Linked DNA regions of Mus musculus: regions 1, 2, 3, 4, 5 and 7 are each linked to region 6. The links are chromatin contacts, called in public promoter capture Hi-C maps. All regions are on one chromosome and are shown on one strand. The core of a region is the stretch at or near the end of the contact, and the rest is flanking DNA. Distances in the headings are between cores, read along the strand shown.

What was found. Promoter capture Hi-C pulls out the DNA fragments that hold promoters and counts their contacts. Capture Hi-C pulls out chosen DNA fragments and counts their contacts.
Region 1: a contact with region 6 is called in a promoter capture Hi-C map of pre-B cells, with 9 times the contacts expected there. The contact joins the promoter of Zfp493 here to the promoter of Zfp369 in region 6. A contact is called at or near these places in 4 of 39 promoter capture datasets (hippocampal neurons, liver and pre-B cells) and 1 of 115 datasets of contacts at active chromatin or transcription factors (regulatory T cell precursor).
Region 2: a promoter capture Hi-C map of second pharyngeal arch cranial neural crest shows a contact between it and region 6. The contact joins the promoter of Fbp1 here to the promoter of Zfp369 in region 6. A contact is called at or near these places in 2 of 39 promoter capture datasets (pre-B cells and second pharyngeal arch cranial neural crest).
Region 3: a contact with region 6 is called in a promoter capture Hi-C map of liver, with 8 times the contacts expected there. The contact joins the promoter of Zfp85 here to the promoter of Zfp369 in region 6. A contact is called at or near these places in 4 of 39 promoter capture datasets (hippocampal neurons, liver and pre-B cells), 2 of 115 datasets of contacts at active chromatin or transcription factors (embryonic limb bud and thymic regulatory T cells) and 1 of 9 other capture datasets (liver).
Region 4: a contact with region 6 is called in a promoter capture Hi-C map of liver, with 3 times the contacts expected there. The contact joins the promoter of Zfp748 here to the promoter of Zfp369 in region 6. A contact is called at or near these places in 4 of 39 promoter capture datasets (hippocampal neurons, liver and pre-B cells), 2 of 484 Hi-C or Micro-C datasets (B cells and CD4 T cells), 2 of 115 datasets of contacts at active chromatin or transcription factors (regulatory T cell precursor and thymic regulatory T cells) and 1 of 9 other capture datasets (liver).
Region 5: a contact with region 6 is called in a promoter capture Hi-C map of pre-B cells, with 12 times the contacts expected there. The contact joins the promoter of Zfp65 here to the promoter of Zfp369 in region 6. A contact is called at or near these places in 4 of 39 promoter capture datasets (hippocampal neurons, liver and pre-B cells), 1 of 484 Hi-C or Micro-C datasets (CD8 T cells), 3 of 115 datasets of contacts at active chromatin or transcription factors (astrocytes, kidney and thymic regulatory T cells) and 1 of 9 other capture datasets (liver).
Region 7: a contact with region 6 is called in a promoter capture Hi-C map of liver, with 4 times the contacts expected there. The contact joins the promoter of Zfp273 here to the promoter of Zfp369 in region 6. A contact is called at or near these places in 2 of 484 Hi-C or Micro-C datasets (muscle stem cells and pre-B cells) and 2 of 9 other capture datasets (adipose tissue and liver).

Annotation. Positions count from the first base shown.
Region 1 is chr13:67,778,237-67,781,838 of GRCm38.p6, forward strand. It overlaps Zfp493 (zinc finger protein 493), which reads left to right and starts at 1,457. Exons shown (of 4, transcript NM_028402.2): 1 at 1,457-1,583. The coding sequence starts at 1,578.
Region 2 is chr13:62,886,393-62,889,872 of GRCm38.p6, forward strand. Fbp1 (fructose bisphosphatase 1) reads right to left here and starts at 1,890. Exons shown (of 7, transcript NM_019395.3): 1 at 1,482-1,890. The coding sequence starts at 1,651.
Region 3 is chr13:67,753,926-67,757,529 of GRCm38.p6, forward strand. It overlaps Zfp85 (zinc finger protein 85), which reads right to left and starts at 1,277. Exons shown (of 4, transcript NM_001001130.3): 1 at 1,138-1,277. The coding sequence starts at 1,143. Zfp85os (zinc finger protein 85, opposite strand) reads left to right here. Exons shown (of 3, transcript NR_027969.1): 3 at 654-2,913.
Region 4 is chr13:67,551,782-67,554,941 of GRCm38.p6, forward strand. Zfp748 (zinc finger protein 748) reads right to left here and starts at 1,371. Exons shown (of 4, transcript NM_001035231.3): 1 at 1,250-1,371. The coding sequence starts at 1,255. It overlaps 9430065F17Rik (RIKEN cDNA 9430065F17 gene), which reads left to right and starts at 1,421. Exons shown (of 5, transcript NR_131100.1): 1 at 1,421-1,472; 2 at 1,793-1,848.
Region 5 is chr13:67,726,928-67,730,464 of GRCm38.p6, forward strand. It overlaps Zfp65 (zinc finger protein 65), which reads right to left and starts at 2,246. Exons shown (of 4, transcript NM_145622.2): 1 at 2,134-2,246. The coding sequence starts at 2,139. Zfp85os (zinc finger protein 85, opposite strand) reads left to right here and starts at 2,335. Exons shown (of 3, transcript NR_027969.1): 1 at 2,335-2,775.
Region 6 is chr13:65,277,057-65,280,608 of GRCm38.p6, forward strand. Zfp369 (zinc finger protein 369) reads left to right here and starts at 1,798. Exons shown (of 8, transcript NM_178364.5): 1 at 1,798-1,931; 2 at 2,205-2,284; 3 at 3,206-3,332. The coding sequence starts at 1,916.
Region 7 is chr13:67,812,004-67,815,158 of GRCm38.p6, forward strand. It overlaps Zfp273 (zinc finger protein 273), which reads left to right and starts at 1,813. Exons shown (of 4, transcript NM_198322.3): 1 at 1,813-1,893. The coding sequence starts at 1,888. All of the region lies in intron 2 of 4930525G20Rik (RIKEN cDNA 4930525G20 gene), which reads right to left.

The sequences.
Region 1 (3,602 bases), core at 207-2,706, 2.5 Mb after region 6:
CATTATGGGTTAAACAAAGGAGTACCATTGGAGACTGGGCGGTATCCAGGGCACTTGGCTTCAAGGTCCTTAATTCGTTCTCCTAGACATTAGGTCTGGAGTGGTTAGGAGCTTAGAGTGCTAAGGAGACAAAGGACTGGGTCAGCTGTATGTAGTATATATGTGTGTGTGTAAAACCATGGTTTAAATAATAGCAATCTCTCTCTCTCTACACACACACACACACACACACACACAGCTGTTAACAAATTAAGAAAACATTTGGAAAAGTGAGTGATAGCTGTTCTTTACGGGCCTGGGAACATGAACTTGTATGACCCTGCCAGCAAGATGGAGAAGTTGCCCTTGAGATGGCTGGACTCAGACAACTGTTTAAAACAGAAGCTATTCAGCTATACGGAAGTCCCCAGCTCCCCTAGGGCCTGGAACTATGAATTTAGTTTCTCTCTAGAATTTAATGAAATCTGAAAGTGAAATCGTCATAGTACTTAGAATACGTTTCTTTTCTTGTCCCCAACAATACTTGCCTGCATTCATGAAAAACCAGGTAGAAGAGGATGAAGCTCTTGTATAGCACAAATTAGTGGATGAACATGTGTGCACTCTACTTACAGACAGACCAAAAAAAGATCCTGAGATAAATTCAGGATTTCTTCGTAAGTTAACATCAGAGAGCTGGATGTTTAACTTTGTCCAATGATTTAAAACAGCTGTGTCCCTGATCCATGCCCTTCACTGTATGGAAGTTTCCAGTGTTCACATGAAAACGTTATCCAGTTGTGGAGTCTTATCCATGTATGGCTCACACAGGTGAACAAGGAGTAGTTATGCATATGTAATGCTTGGTATTAAGCCAAGCCTCCACTGTAGTCAAGGGCTTTACCCCTTGCTCCCTAACCCTACTTGTACATTGTATTTTGAAACAAGGTCTCTTTATTTGGCCCAGGTTAGCCTTGGATTTGGGATCCTCCTGTCTTAAGTTCCTGAGCAGTTCGACTACAAGGAAGGTCACATATAGTTATTTTATAGTAATATTGAATCAGTGTGAACTTTACATGTAGAAGATTCCATAATAAGTACACTTTTGAGTTTAAATCGCAACATATTGAACAGAAATAAGTTGCAAACCTATTAAAGGTTACTGCCAAAGGCTCAATTTACATTTAAACGTGTCCTGTACTGAATTCAGCATTTCCCCCCCCTCTCTGTGTAGCCCTGGCTGTCCTGGAACTCACTCCATAGACCAGGCTAGCCTCGAACTCAGAGCCTGTCTCTGCCTCCCAAGTGCTGGGATTAAAAGCTAGCGCCGCCACCACTGCCCGGTTTAAATTTAGCATTTTAAAAGCCAACTGGCTCCCTGTGGTTGTACCAGGACACAAACTGACTGCTTCCTCCCAACCCCTTACACTCTAAGGGATTTCTTTCGCATAGAGTTGTGGGAAATGTAGTCTTGCCCATATGACGTCACAAGGAGCCAGTCAGGAAACCACGTTTCTACTCTCGGTCTGCATAGTTGCATCTTTCCCAAAGTTGAGCAAGAAAAAGGTCTTGCTCAGTACTCGGTTTGCATCTCTCACATGGAGGTTCGTCCAGGGTGCAACGCTGCCCTGCAGGCGTGAGGGTCCGCGTGGTGATGGGTCCGGAATGGATGGCGAGGGTTTGTGGATGGGAGGTGGGAAGAAGCGGACTTGGGGGTGCTGTGCTGACCTAGGCTGGACCAACCCCACGTTGGATCCAGGTCAGAGCTGCGGAAAGGGCAATGGGGTCGGCTCTGAGAGTGACCGTTTTGCTTGCACGAGGCTACTGCTGGAGTCCACCCTGCGCAGGAGAGCTGGCTCAGGACCCAGGAGTGAGAACTGCTGGAAGTCCTGGCAGGTTTCACCCTGACTGGTGTCTGATGACAGCCTGAGGCTATGACTGGGAGCGCACTCTCCTGCTTGGCTGGGGAAACTCTGCTCTCTAGCTGACTCAGGCTCACATGGTTGTAGTCAGATTTCTCAGGAAATCTAGAACCAACTGGGTGTGTGGTGCTTTCTTTACTTTATAGCTGGCCCAGGACTCTTGGAGTTGACAAAAGTTCATAACCTTGTTTATTTGCAAGTGAAGGGAGTTTTGGGAGGGCGGTTGGTGTTTGGAATGTTGGTTCCATTTTCTTGGTAATGAACTGTTAGATTTATGAACTATTTTGAATAGAAGTCCTTCGCGATCACTGTTGTGACGTCAACCCCAAGACTAACACTCCTATATGAATGAGGGCAGAATAGTCCCTTAAAGGGAAAGATTTGAGTTTTGTGTCAACCAAGTAGTTCACTCTGTAGTGTAGAGTGAAAAGTACTAGAAAATAATAGATCAGCCAGTACCTTCGGAGACTGCGTTTGGACTCCTTTTCAAAATGGAGAAACAAATTGGTGTGAGAATAGGCGTGGGTACAGGGCTGTTGGTTACAGGTGAGAGGGGGCTGAAATGTCTCTGGGGGAGGAAATAATACTGCATCCTAAGAGGTCGGTCTTCATCGCTCTTTAATGGCCAGCTGTTCTGTCTTTGCATATCATCTGCAGTGTCTAAACTCACCTAAACCAACTCTTATCGAAGAATGTGGCATCTAGGTTCCCTAACCCTCCCCAAACAGTTCTAGACAAACTCACCCAAGTACTTACAGTGTGTCAGAGAGACAAAAAGATGGAATTGAGGAGCTCTGATCACTCAGGGCCCTGTGACTGGCACCTTGTAAGCACCTTAATGAAGCCAGCCTTGAACTCCTAATCCTCCTGCCTCTACCTCCCAAGGACTAGGATTATTGGTTTGTGCCACATTGACATGGCAGGACCTACAAGGTCAGAGGATATCTTCTGGGAGTCATTCTCCCTTTCCACCATGTGAGTTCTGGGTATTGAACTCTGTTATTAACTGACAGAGTTTCTGGCAGTCCGTATTTACCCATTCAGGTATCTCTCCAGCCCTATTCATGGCTATTGTAACATTTTTATTTGAAAGTATTACTAAGGAAGACAAATATTGCCTCTGCTGGAAACCTTCACATTGAGTGTTAGCTGTCAAAATGTTTGACTTTCAGCTGCTGAAAAGCTTCAAACTCAAGTGAGGGGATCTCTCTTCCCAGATCTTAACTTCTCCTGTCTTTCTATTCTACTTCATTTACATGTAGTCAGTAGAAGACAACCATACTATGCAGCAGACTCCAGGATACAGGACACCTCCACTCCCAAAGCCCAGTCTGAAGGTGTGGTTTGAATGGTGCCCCTGGGCTCTTCTTTGAATGCTTTGTCTCCATTTGGTGGAACTGCTTGAGAAGGAGTCGTAGGCGTGGCCTTGTTGGAAATATGTCACTTGGGACAGGCTTTGAGATGTCAGAAAGACTCCTACCCTCTCTCAGAGCTCTGCCTCTTGCTTGTGGATCAAGATGTGAGCTCTCAGCAATTCCTGCTAGCATTTCACTATTCTGGACTGTAATCTTCTGAAACCATAAGCCCAGTAAAAATCTTTTATAAGTTGCCTTGGGTGCTGGGCAGTGGTGGCTTACATTTTTAATCCCAGGACTCAGGAGGCAGAGGCAGATGGATCTTTGAGTTCCGGTCCAGCTTGAT
Region 2 (3,480 bases), core at 640-3,139, 2.4 Mb before region 6:
TGTAAATTTAATTTGAAGTGAGACTTTTACCTGAGTGTGCTGGCTGAAAGGCTCCTTAGGGCTAAGAACACAGCGAAACAGTGAGGGAGTCATCACTTCTAATATACATGTCCCTAGCTTTCTCTAGTAAGGCTTAGCCTTGCTTGGCATCTAAAGTAAACATCACCAGGTGTTTTACGCTTAAGGATTATCCACCAAGCCTCACAGCAGAACCAGAGTTTTTCAGAAATAAATGCACACATAGCTAACACAGGCCACACTGTTGGAGGAGCATTTAAAAATCCATTTCAAAGGATTATATGTTCAAGTTAGCTACAAATCTCACATATCAGTCTCTCATTGCTCGTAGGAAAAAAATTTTTTTAAGTATGATATTTGTTAAGAAAGTATACCGATAACCTGAAAACCCAGGTTCCATTCAGTTGTGTGAAAACCAGTTAGGTCCCAAACATGTTGCTCAGGCCAGAACAAAGTACAGAAGTGTTGTGTAGTTTAAAAAATGAAGGTGTTCTGAGACTCCATGTTTCTTCATTTGCTCCTACCTACAGTACAAAATATGGACCATAGCATTAAAATCACCCACCATGCCTTGAATCCCCACTCAGGAGGCAGAGGCAGGTAGATAACCCCTGAGTTCAAGGCCAACTTGGTCTACTCACAGTGAGTTCCAGGACAGTAGAAGCTACATCGTGAGAACCTGTTTCTAACCCTAACCTTACATAGTGGACCTACATAGTGAGACCATGTCTCAATAAATACATAAACTTCTTCTTCATCTTCTTCCTCCTCCTCCCCCTTATCATCATCACCATCATCTACCACAGGGAACTTTTCTTATTCAAGGAGGGTCTGCATAACAAAGTCCCCAGATGGTTCAGGGGAAGGAGATTGGATTCTTGGCTTTATCAAAAGCAGTCTACTACTTCTGCTCTGTCTTTAAGCTCTTAATAATTGGGCAAGATCTGCTCCTAGCATTAATGCAAACAGGGAGAGATTTTGGTGCTCAGGAGGTGAGTCTACAGCTGGCTCCAGAAAGAGGGAGCGCCCGGAATACTGTGTGGCGGCTCCCTTCCAGACTGATAAGTGGTGGGATACTCTTTATGGGGCTTGTCTAGGTTAGGGATGATACTGAATTAGAAGCTGAATTTGGGATTTCAATTTCCAAGGAGAGTAACAGAGGTTAAAAGAGAAATGGGGAGAAAGGCGCAGGTATTGGCACTTTAGAGAGTCCCGGGTGGGCAGCTGGTAAGTCACTCACTTATACCAGGAATCTGGGAGGAGCGAAAAGGAGAGTTGAGACCAGAAGAGATCCGGCAATTGTGCACCAGGAGAAGGGAACGAGGGCTGTGTGCAGCAGAGCAGAATCTTAACTGTCAGATGCGACACTGGCAACCAGACCCATCAGGACCCAGCAGGGGTCCAGAGAAGCAGACCCCAGTCGTTCTAACGGATAAGATGCGGCAGCCAGAGGCCTAACTCACAGCTGTGCGATGCCCGCCTGGCGCACCGCAGACGAGATGGCTTTGATCGCGGTGCAGAGCGAATTCAGCAGCTGGGTCAACTCCCCCGTGCCCTGAGCCTTCCTGCCCTGCTCCATGACGAAGCGGGTCAGGGTGCTGATATCCGTTTCGAAGGGCGCATGGTTCGCCATTGCTGGGGTCTGGCGCAGGTGCTGGCTAAAGGTGCTGACTAAAGGTGCAGGCAGGTGGAGCCCACAGGTGATAGTCACAGCGGGAAGACTGAAAGCCGTTCAGTGTCTGCAGAAACTCAATGAACTTGAGTCCTGGGGGAGCCTATAGTCTCCAGGTCTCCGCCCCCCTGTCCCAGGAAACACCCCCTTGCTCCCTTCCTCTACCAACTGCCATTCTGCCCGCTGGCCAAGGTCCTCCTAGCCTCTCCCTCCCTCCGTTCCATGCACCCTCCCCTAGATGCCAAGCTGACAACGCTACTTCCTCCTCTGTTGCCCCACCGCCCACCTTGCCTCTGGGCTACCTGCATGGTTATCTCCTCCAATGCCCGCTATAACCTGCCAGAGAGGAAGGCATGATGGACTCCTCCTCCCATAACCCTTCCCCCGTCCCACCCACCCACCTGCTTAAAATACTAAGCAAATTCAGGGAGGTTGAGTAACTAGTTCAGGGAAAGCCGCACTTGAGCCTGAGGTGGCTTGGTTTCGATCCCTACCCACTGCTCTTCCTGAACCATCACTGTCTCTTCTGACCCATCTCCTGGGAAATGGATTCTCCCATCCACATCCACTCTGAATCCTTAATTGTTGCCTCCTCCCAGTTTCTAGAGTTGGAGAACTGTTGGGAACCTTAGTTTCTAAGTGTCTTCCGCAGAGAAAACTAATGCAGACACAAACAGCTATTCTCTGAAGTCAGGCTGTTCCGCAGCCAGCGTCCTTACCCGTGCCTGTTCTAGCTGTCACAAGTCATAGGCTGATTTGTAGAACAATTAATTACTGAGCAGGTACTGTGCACCAGGACACCGGCTTTCTTTGAGGTCAGAGCCCAAGGAGTACAAACTCCTGCCCTTCTTGAGTGTAAGATTGACAAGTAACAAAAAGAAACAAAAACATACCATGGATCAGTTTGCTACAGGAGCCACTTTGGCATAGAGAATCATGAAAAGAGAAAGATAAATAGAGAATGCTGGGAAGAGTAAACTGGGGTGTCAGGGAAAAGTTCACTGGGAAAATAATATTTGAGCAAAAAGCTGAAGGATGCAAGAGAAGAACCAGAGTGGACTTGTCTGTGGGACTGGTTAGCCAGCCAGGCTAGTGCAATCAGCTAGCACCAAGCTTATCAGAGACCATCTCTCAAAACAAGGTAGACAGTGCCCAAGGAACAGCGCCCAAGGCTCACATGTGTACCCGACAGCCACACAGACACCAGGAAAGAAAGGAGAAAAGAGAGAGAAGGATGATATTATGACAGATCTCACAAACCATAGCAAAACACTTGTGGGTTCTATTCACAGTGCTGGAAGAACCTGTGGAGGGTTTTAAGCTGGAAAGCTATGACTTGCTCTGTTCTACATGATGAAGGAACAGACTGCAGAAGGTCAAGAGCTGAAGCTGGGAGAGCTAGCAGCGTGCCTTCCATCTAGCCTGTTTGTGTTCCCTGTCTGATGTACAAAGATTGCTATCAAACTGGCTTGAAGCTTCCGGCCCTGCCCTGGGCCCACTGCTCCTTGGCACTCTCTTCCAGGATCACCCTCTCTGGGCACACTGCCTCTTGGCATGCCCTCCACTGCCACCCCCTTTTTCTCAAATTCCTCTTCTTCACCTACCTGCCCCACCCTGTGCTCCAGTGACTCATTTTCTTAAGAAATGACCCTCTCCTCCCTGAAAAAGACAATATTGAACAGTCTGATGGTCACACCAGGGTGGGATGGAGGATGCTGAGCCATAATACAGTAGCAATAATGAGCTCAACAAAGTCCACAGAGATCCCTGAGGCTGAGATGGCCCTCAGG
Region 3 (3,604 bases), core at 27-2,526, 2.5 Mb after region 6:
TGATATAAGCATTTTGCTGTATCACCTCTACCTTCTAAGAAACGGGATCTAAGGTACAAGAAAATGTACTTTTCACACCATAAAATGTAAAATGACATGTTCTTAGTTTCCTGAACATTAATGGCATTGACTAGAAAGTGTCCATATTATTGTAATTATAGTTAGATAATACATAGAAAATACTGGTATTATGATAATGTAGTTTAAAGCCCATGCTTCTTAGGTATAGATTTGAATGCTGTAAGTCAGTCTCCAGCACACAAATCAATTTGACTGAAGTGTGGCAAAAACAGCACAAAGGACAGAGTGAGCAAAGGCTGTATACAAAGCACGGGGTGAGCAGCTGGCTGTATACAAATGCCATGGGGAGCAGACTGTTGTATACAATCACAAGACCTTTAGTGAGCCACATTTCTTCAACCCCATCTCTCAATCTTTCCACACAATACAAATACCTGGGCAACTTATCTCTCCTTTCACAAAAGGAGTCCAAATTTCTGACATCGCAGTCTCTGGTGCAATTGTATGTGGTAATATTCTCTAGTATTTTCCACTCTGCAGTGTTGTAGGATCAGTGATAGCTGGGAAGGTACAAAGCTCAGAGTGCCCCCTCGATGAGAATTTTTTTTTTTTTTTTTTTTTGCCTCATACAGGTGTGTGAATGTGAGGGTTCTGTCACAGTGGGTAAAGGAGTGATTCCTATCCAAAGTGAGCCGCCCTGAAAACAATTTATCACAAAGAAAACGGGACGAACATCCCATACACCAAACTCCCCCGCCAGAACTCACTGTCCTGGAAACTATGAGCCACACGAACTCAAAACAAGAGTCCTGGGCCTGTCATAGAATATGGGAGGGCTCAGAAAAACCCACTTGCTCTAGATTTCCTGAGGGATCTGACAACAGCAATGTGAAAGCTAGTAACAGCAAGCTTCCCCAGCCAAGGTGCTGTGTGAGCTTTCATCACAGCCTGTCTCTGGCATGGTCAGCCAAGCCACCCCTAAGCCTAGATCTGCACTGCACATCCAAATGGGCTTCTCTCCGCCTCCTGCCCAGCCCTCCCCCGCTCCCTGCACGCCGGACCCGCCTACCCGCAGAGTTCCTGGATTTGCAAGTCTAGGCTGCACCCGGGACCAACCTTCATGTTAAGCGCGAAGAACAAGCCACACTGTCCCAACTTTGAGAACACCGCAGAGTTTGGAGAATCACAAACGTAAAAAGAACCCGGAAGCACAGAGAGCAGAGTCCTGTCTAGCGGGGTCATACAGAAAGAGAGAGAGAGACTACATTTCCCAGAAGTCTACGCGAAGGACTACCCGGAACCAAAGAAGGCAAAGAATTTAAAGCGCATGGATTGTATGTAACTGGAATTAGGCTGCTTTTAAAAATCCCAAATTTACAAAGGGCATTTTGAGAATATGAGTCCAGCCTTTAACGGTAATATGTATTAGATTTACTTCTTACTCTGATCAATGCTGTGACTTAAAAAGCTCAGGGGTTCCTAGAATCTTATGGGGGGCAGAAAAAAAATCACATTGAGTCAATTTTACTTTAAAATAACGGAGCAAGAAGCTACTTTAGGGCACACCACAAACTCTTTAGGATAGTTTTTGAAACCAAGTTTCCTGGAAATATTCTGAAATCTCAGCTACTCTGGGGTTTGAGACAGAAGAATCACAAGTCTATGTCCCAAATTACACAGTACCAAAAGAGATGGGGGCTACTCACTGGTGAAGCACTTGCCTGGAGTGAAGGAGGCCTTGGTTTAATACCCATTATGACACTAAATCAAAGAGGAAAAAAAAATAACCGAACAGATTTGATGTGTACACTGAAATCCACGGTTTGGGGCGTGGACTAGGGAACACAGATGTCTCTTACCTATAAGTCCCAGAAACCCTTTGAGATTTTCATCTGTCCTTAGTCCCCTTGTCCACACGTTCCTCCGATATCCGTGTAAACAATTTAACATTTGAGAGAGCTTCACCAGATTCTCTTTCACAATCTCATACAACTATTCACCACCAAATGTTCTTCCTGGCTCCTCTCCCAGTTAGAGGAAAACTGGTCTTGGAATCAGTATGGTGTGTGAACTGACTCCTGACCCACTATCCAACACTCATCATAAGATTTCTCTCTGTATTACTTCGGATCTGCCCTATTCAACTTCCAGTCTCTTTCTGGACTCCTTACATTACTCCCATTCATGTGGAAGTACTTAAAGGTTCTTTTGTTTTGTTTTGTTTTTTGCTTGAAGTTCACTCTATTCCCTCATCTCATAACACAGGAATGAATCTTCCTTTAATACAAAGGTATCAGAAATATGTTCCTGATCATACAGAATGAACTCATTGCAAGAAAGGGGCTGGACTGACACCACGGAGTGATGGGACTCCCTATCTCGTGTGTATGTATTCCTGTACTGGTAACATCTGAGACCCAACGATAAACCCCACGAGAGGAAAGAGTTTGTTTTCGTGCCATGGTCACTGATTCACAATGAGATTACTTCTTGGATGAGAGAGTGGGAAGATCAGATTGTTCTTTTTTTGTTTCATCACCAGAAAGAAATTGTGCTGGGTTTTATATCAATTTGACACAAGCTAAAGTCATCAGAGGAGGAAGCCTCAGTGAGAAAAAGCCTCTATATGGTTGGGCTGTGGGCAAGCCTGTAGGGCATTTCATCTTCACAATAAGTAATAGATGTAGGAGGGCCTAGGATGTTGTGGGTGGTGCCAACCTTGGGCTGGGGTCCTGGGTTCTCTAAGAATCAGGCTGAGTAAGCAACACCTCTCCATGGCCTTGCATCTGCTCCTGCTTCCAGATTCCTGCCCTGTTTGAGGTTCTGTCTTGGCTTTCTCCAATGGACAGTAGTCCAGGATATGTAAACCAAATAAACCCTCTTGTCCCCGTGATTGCTATTCTTGACACTTGACTACTTTCTGGAATTAACTGGATTCCGGAAATGGAGGATACCCTGTGAGGGATTTTTCTGCTTGGTTTGAAGTCAGTGGTTTCGCTTCTAGTCCAGTCTTTTGAGATAGGGAGGCACATGACTTTGATCCCAACCTTGAGCTGGGAAGATACACCTTTCATCTGGACCACACCGTCTTCTCAAATCCTATAAAACAATGAGTTTTAACCTGTGGGTTATGTCCCCCTTCAGGGTCGAACAATCCTTTCACAAGAGGGGAGATGACTGGGGTGGGACTCGGTTAAAGCAGGACAGAATCCATCCCGCTCCTATGTGAAGATGAGGTAGGTCCAAGTGATTCTTGGGACTGTAGATGCTGGATCCCTTCAGACACTGATGGTCCTGGAATGGTTCAATGTGGGGACTATAAGACAGGGGAATCTACTCCTCCCCCACAGGGCCCAGAACAGAGAGAGTCTAGGAATCTTTCTTAGGATTTTATTCAGCCTCTGAGTCATTGACTGGATAACTAAACAGAGGAGCCTTGCTTAAAAACACAGAATTTCAGCTAAGGAGGAGGGAGACCCAGCAGTCCAAACAGTCTGGTGTCTCCTGTGCTGGCTAGTCTTACGTTAACTCAAAAGGAAGGGACCTTGAGAAAATGTCTCCATAAGATCCAGCTGCAGAGCAT
Region 4 (3,160 bases), core at 121-2,620, 2.3 Mb after region 6:
ATCATCATCGCCATCCTGCAAACTTTCCTATCAGAGTCTTTGTAAGGACGACATGTGTAATACAACAACGTCACTATATGTGAGTTTCTAAAATGAGTAATTCCTTCCCTCATATTTTCACTTGTACAAACAAAAGACTATGTGAGCAGCCCACTGTGAAAAAACTACAGGATCCCGAGTGAACCATAGCTCTTAAAGTCATCTCTTACTCTTTTGACCCAGTATAAAAACTTGGGAGAAACGGTTCCGGACGAACTGTTTAAGGGCACTCGTGGAACACAGATCCCACAACTAGTGACAGTTTTAGACACAGTATGCAGTGGACAACGACGGGAGAAAACCATGGGATCGATCAGAGAGCACTGTAAGCATCCGGTCAGGTAGGCAGGACTATTTCTCTTTCCCAGAGAAACTCAAGCACCTCTGTCCCCTTACAGTCAATCCCTAGACACCCTTGTAGCCTCTAGCCAACTCATCTCCCACAAACTAATGGCATCATAATTCCCAATGGAATTGGATGAGTTATTCTTCTCCAGTACAGTGCAGGATCAGTAATTTCTTGTTTTGCAAAGCTAGAATCTTTTCCTTTAGGGGATCATTCTAGCTCTGCATGGGGGTGTTAGTCTGAGGATTCAGGTCACAGCAGTGATCATTAAGTATTCCTATTTAAAACGGCAGTCCATAAATCTCTGTTCCAATGAAAATGGGATTAACATCCCATGCATCAATCTCTCTCGCAAAACTCTCCGTCCTTGGAAACTAGTAACTCTATGAACTTCTATCAATACAAACTAAAAGTATTAGGCCGGCTATAAAGTACAGGAGGGGCCAGATCTCCACTTGGTCTAGGTGTCCTGAGAAAACTGACAAGCGCGGGGAAGGCGTGGGTCCATAGCCAATCTGAGATGTATGAGTCCACCACCACCACTTCCAGGTACAGGTTACGAGCAGACCCGCCTGTCCGAGCAATCCTGGATTTTCATATTCCCAATTCCTTTCTTACCAATACAGCCTCTATAAGAGACCCAGGCAGCTACTCTGAGCTCACAAGAGCGTTCACTTCCAGCACCAACCGCATGCCCTCTCCCCGGCCCCAGCAGGCTTCCAGACGCTGTGGCCCAGCCTAGGTCAGCAGGGCTCCACCAAGTCTGTTCTTCCCGCCTCCGGGCCACCCCTCCTCCGCCGCCTCCGGGCCGGACCCGCCCTCGGTCCCTCCGACCTGCAGCGGTACGCGACACCCTGGACCAACCTCCATGTCAGCGATGCAAGCCGAGCGCGGAGCAGGACCAGAGAATCGCCCAACTTTGAGAGAAAATGCACTAGTGCAGTCGCAATGCGGAAGTGCCGTTTCCACAATGGCTCCTTGTGAAGCGATCCAACGGAAGACTACACTTCCCACAAGTCTGTGCGACGAGGCGCCAGGAAAACAGGCTGGTGACGTGTGTGTTTCCTGTGTTTCTTCACCTCTGCAGGTGAGGATGGATGGGAACGCGAGCATTTTTTGCACTGGGACAGCCATAGGGAGTCGGGCTGCTTTTAAAATCCCGGGTTCACTACCGGAGATGTTTGAATGTGAGTCGAGCCTTTGACTCTAATGTTTGCTGATTATTTCTGGTCAATCTGTACTGATTTAAAACTCAAAGTCTACTTATTATGAGGTTTATTCCATATGTAAAATTCACGTTGACTCAATTTAACTTTAAAATAAATCAGCAAAAAATTGTATGGAAATGACCACTTTCTGTTAAGATGATTTTACAATCAGCCTATTTGTCACTCCGTGTCTTCGCAGATGCTCAGGAGCTTAAGACAGAAGGATGCCAAATCCAAGGATAACCTGGGCAAAAGGTACAAACTACAAAAAAGGGTTACTGAGCATCTTAGGGGTAAAGTCCCTGCTTGCCTGGGATGAAGAAGGCTTTAGTTATAAATACACCACTACAATAGACAATCTCGTCCTGTAGTTAAATAAAATAACCAGTTTGCCACAGCTGGAAAAAAAGTCTTAGTGTGAACATTGGAATCCATACAGTGTAGTGCACAGGTCAAGGTGCACAGATATGATTTAAAATTATAGAACAAAATTAAAAGCCCAGCTCTCTAGAATTCACTTGTAAAGAACTCAGAGAATCTAACTGGGAACATAGAAATAATGAATGAATGAATAAAGATAGATTGGCACCATTGGGACCTCCTATCTCCTCGTAAATATCTAGTGCTGTACTGGTCATGCCAAAGACCAAAGAACAAACCTTTTTAGAAAGAAGAGTCTGGACTCGTGACGGACAGTGGTTCACAAGGAAGCTAAATCTCAGCTGAGAAGGAAAGTCTTTTTTTTTTTTTTTTTTTTTTAATAAGAAACTTGTGTCCTGCCGGGCAGTGGTGGCGCATGCCTTTTATCCCAGCACTTGGGAGGCAAAGGCAGACAGATTTCTGAGTTGGAGGCCAGCCTGGTCTACACAGTGAGTTCCAGGACAGCCAGGGCTATACAGAGAAACCCTGTCTCGAAAAACCAAAAAAAAAAAAAAAAAAAAAAAAAAAAAAAAAAAAAAAAAGAAAGAAAGAAAGAAAGAAAGAAAGAAAGAAAGAAAGAAACTTACTTGTGTCCTTTTTTATTCTTCCCTGAAATGTTTAAGAAGGAGTTTTAATAACTGGTTGGGGAGGGTGGTTGGAGAGATGGCTCAGCGGTTAAGAGCACTGACTGATCTTCCAGAGGTCCTGAGGTCAATTCCAGCAATCACGTGGTAGCTTACAACTATCTGTGGATCCCAATCCAGTGCCCTCTTCTGGTGTGTCTGAAGACAGCTATGGTGTACTCATATAGAAAAAAATAAAAATAACTATTAGGTGACACAAATGCCAATATTTCTATAGATAAGAATGAATAATACAGTCTCTGCAAATATGAATTCAATTTGGAGAGAAGAGTGTGATTAAGAAGTCTCAGGGTTTACAAATATTTGGGCCTTAGTGATGAAAGCACACAGTCAGGTACAGGGTATTTGGTCCTTTTTGCTTTCATTTTAGAAGGACATAACTTCTAAAAACAACACCCATCTCCTTCACACAAATGACCACTTTCTGAGAGAATCATTTATCCAGAATACATGCAGCAGACAGTCTCACTTTGCAATATTCTCATGTTTACATAGAATTAGTA
Region 5 (3,537 bases), core at 996-3,495, 2.5 Mb after region 6:
AACAACAACAACAACAATATAAAAGATCATGCTGGCATTTGCCCTTAGTATACTACAAGATATCATAAGATAGAAAGGTTCCCTATGCACAAGGGTAAGTACGCTTAACAATGAAAATGGCCGTCTTAGCAAAATCAACCTACAAATTCAATGCACTTCTCACCAAAATTCCCACGTAATTCTTTACAGATCTTTAAAGAACAATTCTCAATTTGATAATTATATATATATATATATATATATATATATATATATATATATATAAAGGCCCATGTTGCTGTACCATCAATACATTGTAAGGAATGTGTTTTGATGTACAAGGCAGGATTCTGACTTCACATACTCCTATATTTTTCCTAAAGATTAGCAACATTAACTAGGAAATGTCTATTAATCTAGATAGGGTTGCAAACTCATTGAAAATCCCAGTAGATAGGACGGAGTTGTCTGAAGCCCATACTTCCTTAGAGTCAGCTTCAATGCCATGAGCCAGGCTCACTAATTCTTGATTTGACTGAAGAGTGACAATATAAGCAAGATCACCTGAGATAGGGGGAGGGGCTGTGGAGGAGAAACCCTGAAAAAGCAAACACAAAAACAAAAAAAAAAAATGAGTGTCTGACTGTGAATGCAAAACTCTTGTAAGGGGTCTGTGTGTGCAGAGACTGGTGGCCCATGTGGAAGTTCACGGAGGGGCAGAGCCTGGAATTCTGCAGGTTCAGGGTTGGCTGCCTTACCTTGGGCTGGTTTTCTCTTCAAGGGCAGTCATTACCTTACTCTGTAGTGGACCACACAGCTTGTGACAATAGTTTAAAAGAAACTCCCAGAATCCACTGACTAGGCAGAACATGAGCTTCTATCAGTCCAAAAGCTAAAATCTCATCAAATGGTATCTTTGGTGAATAGAACATCTCCCATGTCTCACAGTACATACCTCTATCAGACTCACATCAATGTATTTTAAAATTTACTTGGCTAATGACATTATTTGTTCTGTAAAACCATGAAACTGCTTCCAAGTTGGAGTATGGAATTTTCACTAAACTAAATCTGTCTTCTCAGATCATGGCCAATTAAATGGCTCTGGGCTAAACTATTCTCTTAACCCTTCAAGAGGAGAACTGTGCATTTTGCATGAACAGGAACCTACTATGTGTAAACCTTAAGACCCCCAAGTGTGCTACAGCTTTTGAAATTTATCTTACAGTCTCTCAAAGACAGTACAAAAACTTGGGGAATCCTTTCTAGAACTATCCAGGAAGCATCAGTAAACCAGAAAGCCACATTGAGGGACAGAGTACTTTTAGAAGAGATTAGTCACTGCTGATAATGTGAACAGACAGAAGTAAATCATGTGGTAAGAGAACAATGTTCAGAGCCTGGCCTATTAGCAGAGATATTTTCTCCCTTCCCTTTCAGGCATTCCAGCCCCTCCCTGCGATCTTTCTCTCATCACACAAGTGTACTATCCTATCAGAAATGCAGTCCAAATTTTGAAAAAATAAATATACTCAGATAGTATTATTGGGGCACTGCTGTCTAGTGATTTTAAGCTTAAGTGTAAAATCCATAATTATTTGGATTGTGCCAACATAAGTTCAAAACAATTCCAAGATTATTCTGTAGCTACATAGCCTTGTATTGTGACGACTCAGGTCACAGAGGTGTACATTAGGAATTCCTACTCAACCCGAGGCATCCATAAATCTAACAATTCATTCCAAAAGAAAAGAAACTAACATCCCACACAACAGTCGCCCTCACAAGACTCTCTGTCCCTGGAACTTCCGGAAGTTCTGTAAGTGCTGGGACTCAGACTACAATCACATGAGTAAGGGTCAGCTAGGCAGAGCAAAGTAGAATGCTCCCTTCAGCATCTCCGCACAGGCAGTCAGCAGACCCAGCCTGCCCTTGCCATCCCCTTGTCTCTAACATTCTTCCCGGCCAATCCTGCTCCTAGGGGCAGTGGCCCATCCTAGGTCAACACAGTACCTCCAGGTCGGCGGCCCCCTCGCCCCCCGCCCCCCCCCCCCCCCCGTCTCCCAACCAGCCTGAGCCAGCTCCCTCCGCGCCTGACCCGCCATCCTGCACAGTCCCTCAGATCTGTACGACCGCACTGCTCCCTGCACCAACCTCCATGTCAGGGATCCAAACCCAAGACACTCGATTAACTTTGGGGAGAAGCAAGGTTTAAGAACGAATCCGGAAGTTTGGTACCAACGGCCCCTTCTGGAGTCGTCATAATTGTTGGGACTACATCTCCCACAAATCAGTGTAAAGGACTTCCAGGAACACACCAAAGGAGTTCGGTGCACTGCCTGGGTACCTGCCTAAGTGTGAGCAAGTGAAATTGGAAAGAAACAGGCACATGGGCAGCCACAGGGCATTCGGGCTCTTTTGAAGTGCTGTGGTCTCAGCAAGGGATGTTAGCCTGTGAGTCGAGCCTTTCTCAGTAATGTTAATTATACATGCTAGTTATTTCTGCTAAAACGTGATTTTAAAGCTCAAATCTACTTATGAAATCATACTAACACATGGGAAATCATGCTTTCATGGTCTGCTTTACTTAAAAATAAGGAAGCAGGAAGGTAATGTAGGACTGAGCATTTCTTTAATGAAACCACGCTTGGTGATCCCGCCTGACATGCAGCATCTCAGGTGCTTAAGACAGAAGAACAGGAAATCAAAACTAGTCACCACCGGGTGTTCTCTGAGCACAGGCTTTCCTCCTCCCCATCTCCCAGCAGGAGGCGCAGAGCTCCTGGGATCACACTGGTGAGTCTACTGACTTTTGGTACACTGTGCACTATAGGATTTCCCTTGTTCCCTTTGATGTTCCTTATAGAATTTCCTCTCTCTCCTGATCATGCCATCATTCATGTTTCAGACTATTTAATATTTGGTATCTGTCTTGAACTTCCCTCACTTCTTTAGGAAAGTTTATTCCTGTGCAGTTCATGCTTGAGACAAAGGTATGAACCCCATCCATCACAAGGAAGATTTCATGTTTCTGTGATGCATTCTGATTCACAGGGAAACTGATTCAGAACAGAGACTATGTGAAGTTCCTATCAATTCTTGTATTCCAGGCAGTGTGTTAACCCAGGGATACAGCTCCACTTAGAGAAACTAGAGTCAAGCAGTACATTCACCTGAACACTTGATTGGCATGTCTGTTTAGAATGAGGTCATGACTAGTCTGTACTCCTCCTGAATGCTGCAGTGAAGGGCACTGTCATCAACCATAAGGCCTTAGCATTTCTGGACATGTCTAGGATTCCAGTGTACATGTGCATGTGCGTGTGTGTGCATGTATGTTTGTGTCTGTTACATGTAAACCTACCTGAGAGGGCACTGACTCCTCTGGGAGGTGCTGATCTGTGAGGATGCAGCATTCACCCTCAACTGTTCTGCAGTTTCCATTTCCTCCTAGTGGGATTGGTTAATTCAAGAGGAAGAGGAGGAACTAATATGGTATAGGAACAAAACGAACATGCAGAACCTAACTGAACATACAGGAAGCCCCATTTAGCATGA
Region 6 (3,552 bases), core at 548-3,047:
CAATAGGAACAAACCTAGTCACAGGTTACCTAATAACTGGCATTACCAGAACCCACATCCTCTTGATGTGTATCGTACAAATGAATCCCTGTGTGTGATCAAGCCAGCTCAGTCAGTCAACAGGGTCTCAAGGGAGGGAGTGAGGATTGAAAAGAAAAAGACAATTAGACTTAATACCACTCAAACCTGTGCAGAGGCTGAAGTGGGTTTATTTTTCTCCAGTCTGTTTTTATGCCATTCTAAGTACATGCAGAGAATAAGGTCAGTTTTCAGTCAAGGAACAAACAAGGCAATAAACAAGGTCCCGTGGTATTCAGGGACTTACAAGATGATCAAGATCTTGAGCCTACTTTCTTGTCCTAGCCCAAAGTCAAATTCTTGCCTGAGCCTACTTCTGTGTTCTAGTCTAATGTCAAATTTCTGCCAAATTCCTAGAAGCTGCCCTAAGAGCTCTCCATATGCATGGATATTTACAGTTAGCCTCCCTGGGACTGAGGGTAATTTTAATTCTCCTCATACATCTCTGATCCTCCGTGTCCCTTTGTAACTGGTCTTTGCTACTTTGTCGGTTCTCTTTTTCCTCCCATTATTATCCTTACCCCCCTTTCTACCCCCTAACACTAGACAGGAAAGGAACAAGAGTAGAGGGGAGAGAGTGATTAGGAAGATCCCCGAATCTGATTTCTTTTCTCTTGCTTCTCCTTTGGCCTCAGCTACTAACAAACTACAACCAACCTCCTCCCTATACAACCAACAACTGGCCCACCCCAGCCCCCAGCCTATCGGGCTCTAACATTTATATACCCTCTGAAAAGTTCCCAGAGTTCCAAATATAACACAATTACCAAAACTCTGCTGCAGACAGAACCGCGATTCTGCTAGAGCACAAGGCAAATAAATCATGGTCAGTTGCTTCAGGCAGTCGGAAGCAGCCCTACGTCCCTATACCCGGAATCAAAATAAAAGCACCTTCTTATAATATTTGGTTTTTTTTTTTTTCAAGAAACCAAAATTCTAGAATTTTCACTACATCCCTTCCTCTGCTGGGGAAAACTGGAGAGGACATTTAGTGTAGCCTACCATATCCTTCAAGTCCACCAGGTCTCCACACTTACCACCTAAACGTTGTAAGACCATACAACCCTGCCTAAACCATACAACCCTGCTCACTCTACAGATCTGGACGCAAACGCCTGTCCTCTCATAGAAACGAGTAAAATTTTAATTCCAATGCCTAATGGCTTTCTGTTTCTACGGTTTAGTCCTTTCTTCCTCTCCCTTTAAGGACACCGCTGAAACTACAGCACGATTGCATTCTTTTCTCCTTCCCCTAAGGAAACTCGGTTAAATGACTTTGTCTTCTCTTGCCTTCGACCCACAGCCAGTCCCCATCCGGGTCCCTCCCCTCTACACTAGTCGAGCTGTGTATTCTGTGTGTCCCCTCCTTCCGCCCTCCTTCCGCCCTCCTTACTCTGCTACAAGGCGAGCATCCCCCAGCCGATCTAACACCAGCACTTCTTCCGGTTTGTCCAAGTTCATTTGCTCCTGTTAGTGGGTTCGACTCCCTCCTAGTCTCGGTCTCTGTCCACGGAGATGCTTAGCATCTTAGTAGCCTCCTTCAAAGGCTTCATCCTAGTTCTTTAGCAGCCAGTAGCAGACGCTTACGGACTTCGGCTTAGCCTGCCAACAGGAAGGACGCCAACAGATTGCCGCCGCTCGACGTCCGCGGGGGCGCCTGGGAGTTGTAGTCCGGACCAGCGAGCCGACTCAGGGGCTAGACCGACAGGCAAGAGCCATTGTGTTTATCGCAAGCACTCGTAACGCTGCGTGAAAGCCCGTCGGGGACAACTCCTATCTTCTGTTTCATTTGCAGCCTCCGGAGTCCAGTGTCGGCTTCGTTAGTGGCTCCACTTCTATGGACCCCGGAGAAGGTGTGTAGTCGTGGGTCCGGATCCTGAGGAGGCATCCCGTTCTAGATGGGGAACACGGTTTAAGAAAACCGACCGCATTCTGGATTGGAGGACATCAACCATCCCCTCTCGGTTAGAGGGGAACCTGTTTTGTAAGCTTATGGGAGTCGGGGAGAGGACTCACTGGGCACTTGGCAATTTTGGGGCGGACTGGTTATGTCCTGCAGAGGTCGGAATATGGGCAGAAGTGGGGGAGCCACTGGGCACATTCCTTAGTGCCTCTTCCACCTTCAGGACGATCAGCATTCTGCCTCCTACCGCTAGAGAACACTGAGGACAGTATGGCTTCCACGCTTCCAACAACCTGGCCCCATGTGAGTAAAGGCTTCTTTTCAGCTTTTGTGACGGCTCAGGGGCCGGCTAGTGGTGAGATGTTTGCTCTCAAATACCCTAGAGTTACGGGAGGAGTTGAAGGACTGCCCAAGAGGGGGGTTAGAATAGAAGAAACAAACAAACCGATTTCTGAACTGGAACTGGCAAGCCAGATTGAGGCAAGCCAGATTGAAGCTTTTCAATTCAAAAACAAAAAATGTTTCTATTACATTTATTTTGTGTGTGGGTATGCACATGTGTGCTATTGCCTGCTTGTGGGCACCTTTCCGGATTGCTACCCTTCTTTCAACATGAGTCCTGGAGATCAATCAAACTCAGGCTTGGTAGCCTTTACCCACTGAGCCATCTCACCAGTCCTTTTCAACTTTTTTTTTTTTTTTTTTTAAAGCTGGGGATCTGGCCAGGCTTTGGTGGCACAAGCCTTTAATCCCAGCACTTGGGAGGCAGAGGCAGGCCCGATTTCTGAGTTTGAGGCCAGCCTGGTCTACAGAGTGAGTTCCAGGACAGCCAGGGCTATACAGAGAAACCCTATCTCGACAGAACAACAACAACAACAACAAAAGCTGGGGATCTGGTTGAGAGAAACTGACAGGTGTTAGAAGATAAGAGGCTCATGTTTAGTTTTCAGCAGCTACTTTAAAGAAGTGATAATTCAAAAACAAGAAAAGAGGTATAGATGGGAGCCAACAGTCCTATCCCCTGGTTAGTGAGAAATGAACAGGTTTTCATAGACCACAGTCTCACTTGTCCCCTGATTAGTGTCAGACCGATTTGCTCAAGGATTCAGACAAAGGAACATGAGATAAGTAAAATGTAGCTGGGTCATCTTGCTCAGCCTTTCTATTTTTCTGACACCATGGAAGAGGAAAACCTGCGGCTGAACTGCATCTTATGGCTTTTAGGAATCTGTGAAGTTTGAAGATGTATCACTGAGATTTACCGAGGAAGAGTGGGCACTGCTAGATCGCCAACAGAAGTGCCTGTACAGGGAAATCATGATGGAGAACCTCAATAACATGATTTCAGTAGGTAAGCCAGGCTCCACTTTAATAAACACTTGTTTGGGTGGGTGCAGCACGCTTTTAATTCCAGGACTTCAGAGGTGGAGGAGGATTAGAAGTTCAATGCCAGGCTTGACTCTACCTGCCCCCACCCAACTCTGACATTTTCTTTTTTTTTTAAATTTTTTATTAGATATTTTCTTCATTTACCCCTGTACCCTCCCCTCACCCTGCTCCCCTACCCACTC
Region 7 (3,155 bases), core at 563-3,062, 2.5 Mb after region 6:
TCCATGTTACCCTACACTGAGTCAGGCCAGGCTGGTCTCACTAGCCAGCAAGGAGTGTGAGGGAGGTTCAGGTGGCATTTTGGGAGAGCAGACCTCTTGCCACACCACCTCCAGTAGGATCTGTGTTACAAGTTCCACAGACTAAGGCAATTGACCTCAAAAGGGGGAGGCCTCCTGGAACCAGTTGTTGAACTCTTCACCAGAGAAAAAATTTTGAGTCGTAGTTCTCATGTCAATCTATCTGTTTTGTTTTCTCTTATTCCTTTTCTTATTTATATGTTCCTGGTAGCCTAGGCCAAGATCTTAAGTGAGAATAATGGGTAAGAAATAATCCCTAGAGATTGGGCCACTAACATGACCTTAACCCCAGGGAAACCAACACTTTACTTTCTAAATCATTTACAAAATTATTATGATAAAAACTTTCCCAACAATAAAATTTCATATGGCTACACATGTGTCATCGGAGGTGGATTTTGGTATATGTTAAAGAAAGCCTTAATTAGGAAGAATTAAAGTAGTTTAAATTTATACACTGAAGATTATAAAAAATCAGGCACTAGATGTTAAATAATTCCATGGGGCTGGAAAGTTAGTTTAGCACTGATCATTAAAGATTTATTAACCTGCTCCTAGAAATATGCCACTAGCTTTGGACGGCAGCCCCCACTGGATACATCCTTTTAGAATTGTTATATTTTGATGATTTATGATGATGTTACCTGTTCTGTTTGCAATGCACTGAATACATGGTTTCAGAGTTGTAATGCTTGGATGATTTTTCTACTTTACTGTGCCAAATGATTTTTGTTGGTATCTGTGAATGTTTCATTTGGATGTAGTTTCTAAGAGATGTAATGTTTAGTTTTTTAATGTATAATATCTCCTGCTTGAGAGCTGCAGAATACACTCAGATTCAAACTGCCTATGTGTTTGTTTCTATTTGTCACTGTCAAAACCTTATCCACCTAGCTTCAAGGACCCTCATTCCAGGGACCCTCATACTTGACTGTGGTGCTCCGCGGCAATCTCTTATGATAGAAATCCTATGATGAGTGATGAATAGTGTGTCAAGAGTCAGTTCACTGGCCATATTGAGCCCAAGATCAGTTTTCCTCCCATTGAGAGTAGAGCCAGGAGCTGGAAGAACATCTGGTGGTGAATAGTTGTGTGAGATTGTGAAAGAGAATCCGGTAAAGCTCTGGCACAGCTCTCTCAAATATTAAATTGTTTACACGGATTAATTGAGGAACGTGTGGACAAGGGACTAAGGACAGAAGAAAATCTCAAAGGGTTTCTGGGGCTTATCGGTAAGAGATATCTGTGTTTCCTAGCCCATATCCGCCCCAAACTGTGGATTTCAGTGTACACACCAAAATTGTTCTGTTTTTTGTTTTTGTTCTCCTCTTTGATTTAGTGTCATAATGGATGTTAAACCTAGGCCTCCTTTACTCCAGGCAAGTGCTTCACCAGTGAGTAGCCCCCCATCTCTTTTGGTAGTGTGTAATTTGGGACATAGACTTGTGATTCTTCTGTCTCAAACCCCTGAGCTTTTTAAGACACAGCATTGATCAGAGTAAGAAGTAAACTTAATACACATTACTGTAAAAGGCTGCACTCATATTCGCAAATTGCCCTTTGTAAATTTGGGATTTTTAAAGGAGCCTAATTCCAGTTAAATACAATCCATGACCTATAAACCCTCTGACTTCTTTGGTTCAGGGCAGTCCTTCGCATAGACTTCTGGGAAATGTAGTTTCTCTCTGCATGACCCCGCTAGACAGGACTCTGCTCTCTGTGCTTCCGGGTTCATTTTGCATTTGTGATTCTCCAAACTCTGCGGCGTTCTCAAAGTTCGGACAGTGTGGCTTGTTCTTCGCGCTTAACATGGAGGTTGGTCCCGGGTGCAGCCTAGACTTGCAAACCTCATGAACTCTGAGGTTGGGCGGGTCCGGCGTGCAGGGAGCCGGTGAGGGCTGGGCGGGAGGCGGAGAGAAGCCCACTTGGATGTGCAATGCAGATCTAGGCTTGGCCAGAGTGCAGGGGTGGGGCGCACGCACGGTGCCAGGAGCGAATGCTCTGTTAGGACGGAGCGACTGCCAGAGTCAATCATGTGTTTCAGGGACCTGAGAGGTGGCCTGCTAGTGCAAGAATGGAGATCGGAAAGCTTGAATCCTGTCTAGTGACGTCATGATTAGAGGGACTGCATTTCCCACAAGTCTATGCGAAGATCTCCAAAAGAGCGCTATTGCCCAAGGCTTTTCAATACCTTTAGGCTACTTTTAAAATACCAGATTTAAAGAGGTTGTTGTAGGAATATGATTCCACCTTTCAATGTCACTGTGTATTGAGTTTACGTCTTACTTTGATCGATATGTTGTGACTTTAAAAGCTCAGGTGTACCTAGAATCGTATGGCAGGAGGGAAAATGCACATTGACACAATTTTACCTTATGATAATGGAGCAAGGAGCTACACTGAGACACACCACATGGCTAGAGCAGGGTGGCTTGGCTGATCGTGCGGAAGCAGGCTATGATGAGAGCGCACACAGCCCCTTGGCTGGGGAAGCTTGCTGTTACTAGCTTTCACATTGCTATTGTCAGATCCCTCAGGAAATCTAGAGCAAGTGGGTTTTTCTGAGCCCTCCCATATTCTATGACAGGCCCAGGACTCTGGTTTTGAGTTCGTGTGGCTCATAGTTTCCAGGACAGGGAGTTCTGCGGGGGAGTTTGGTGTATGGGATGTTCGTCCCGTTTTCTTTGTGATAAATTGTTAGTTTTCAGGGCGGCTCACTTTGGATAGGAATCACTCCTTTACCCACTGTGACAGAACCCTCACATTCACACACCTGTATGAGGCAAAAAAAAAACAAAAAACAAAAACAAAAACAAAAAAAACAAAAAACAAAAAACAAAAAAACAAAACCAAAACCAAAACCTCATAGAGGGGGCGCTCTGAGCTTTGTACCTTCCCAGCTATCACTGATCCTATAGTACAGACTGGAAAATACTAGAAGATATTAACTCATAAAATTGCACCAGAGACTGCGATGTAAGAAATTTGTTTTCTTGTGGAAAGATTGAGAGATGAAGTTGAAGAGCTGTGGCTCACTCATGGAACTGTGATTGTAAACAGCTGGCTGCTCATCCCGT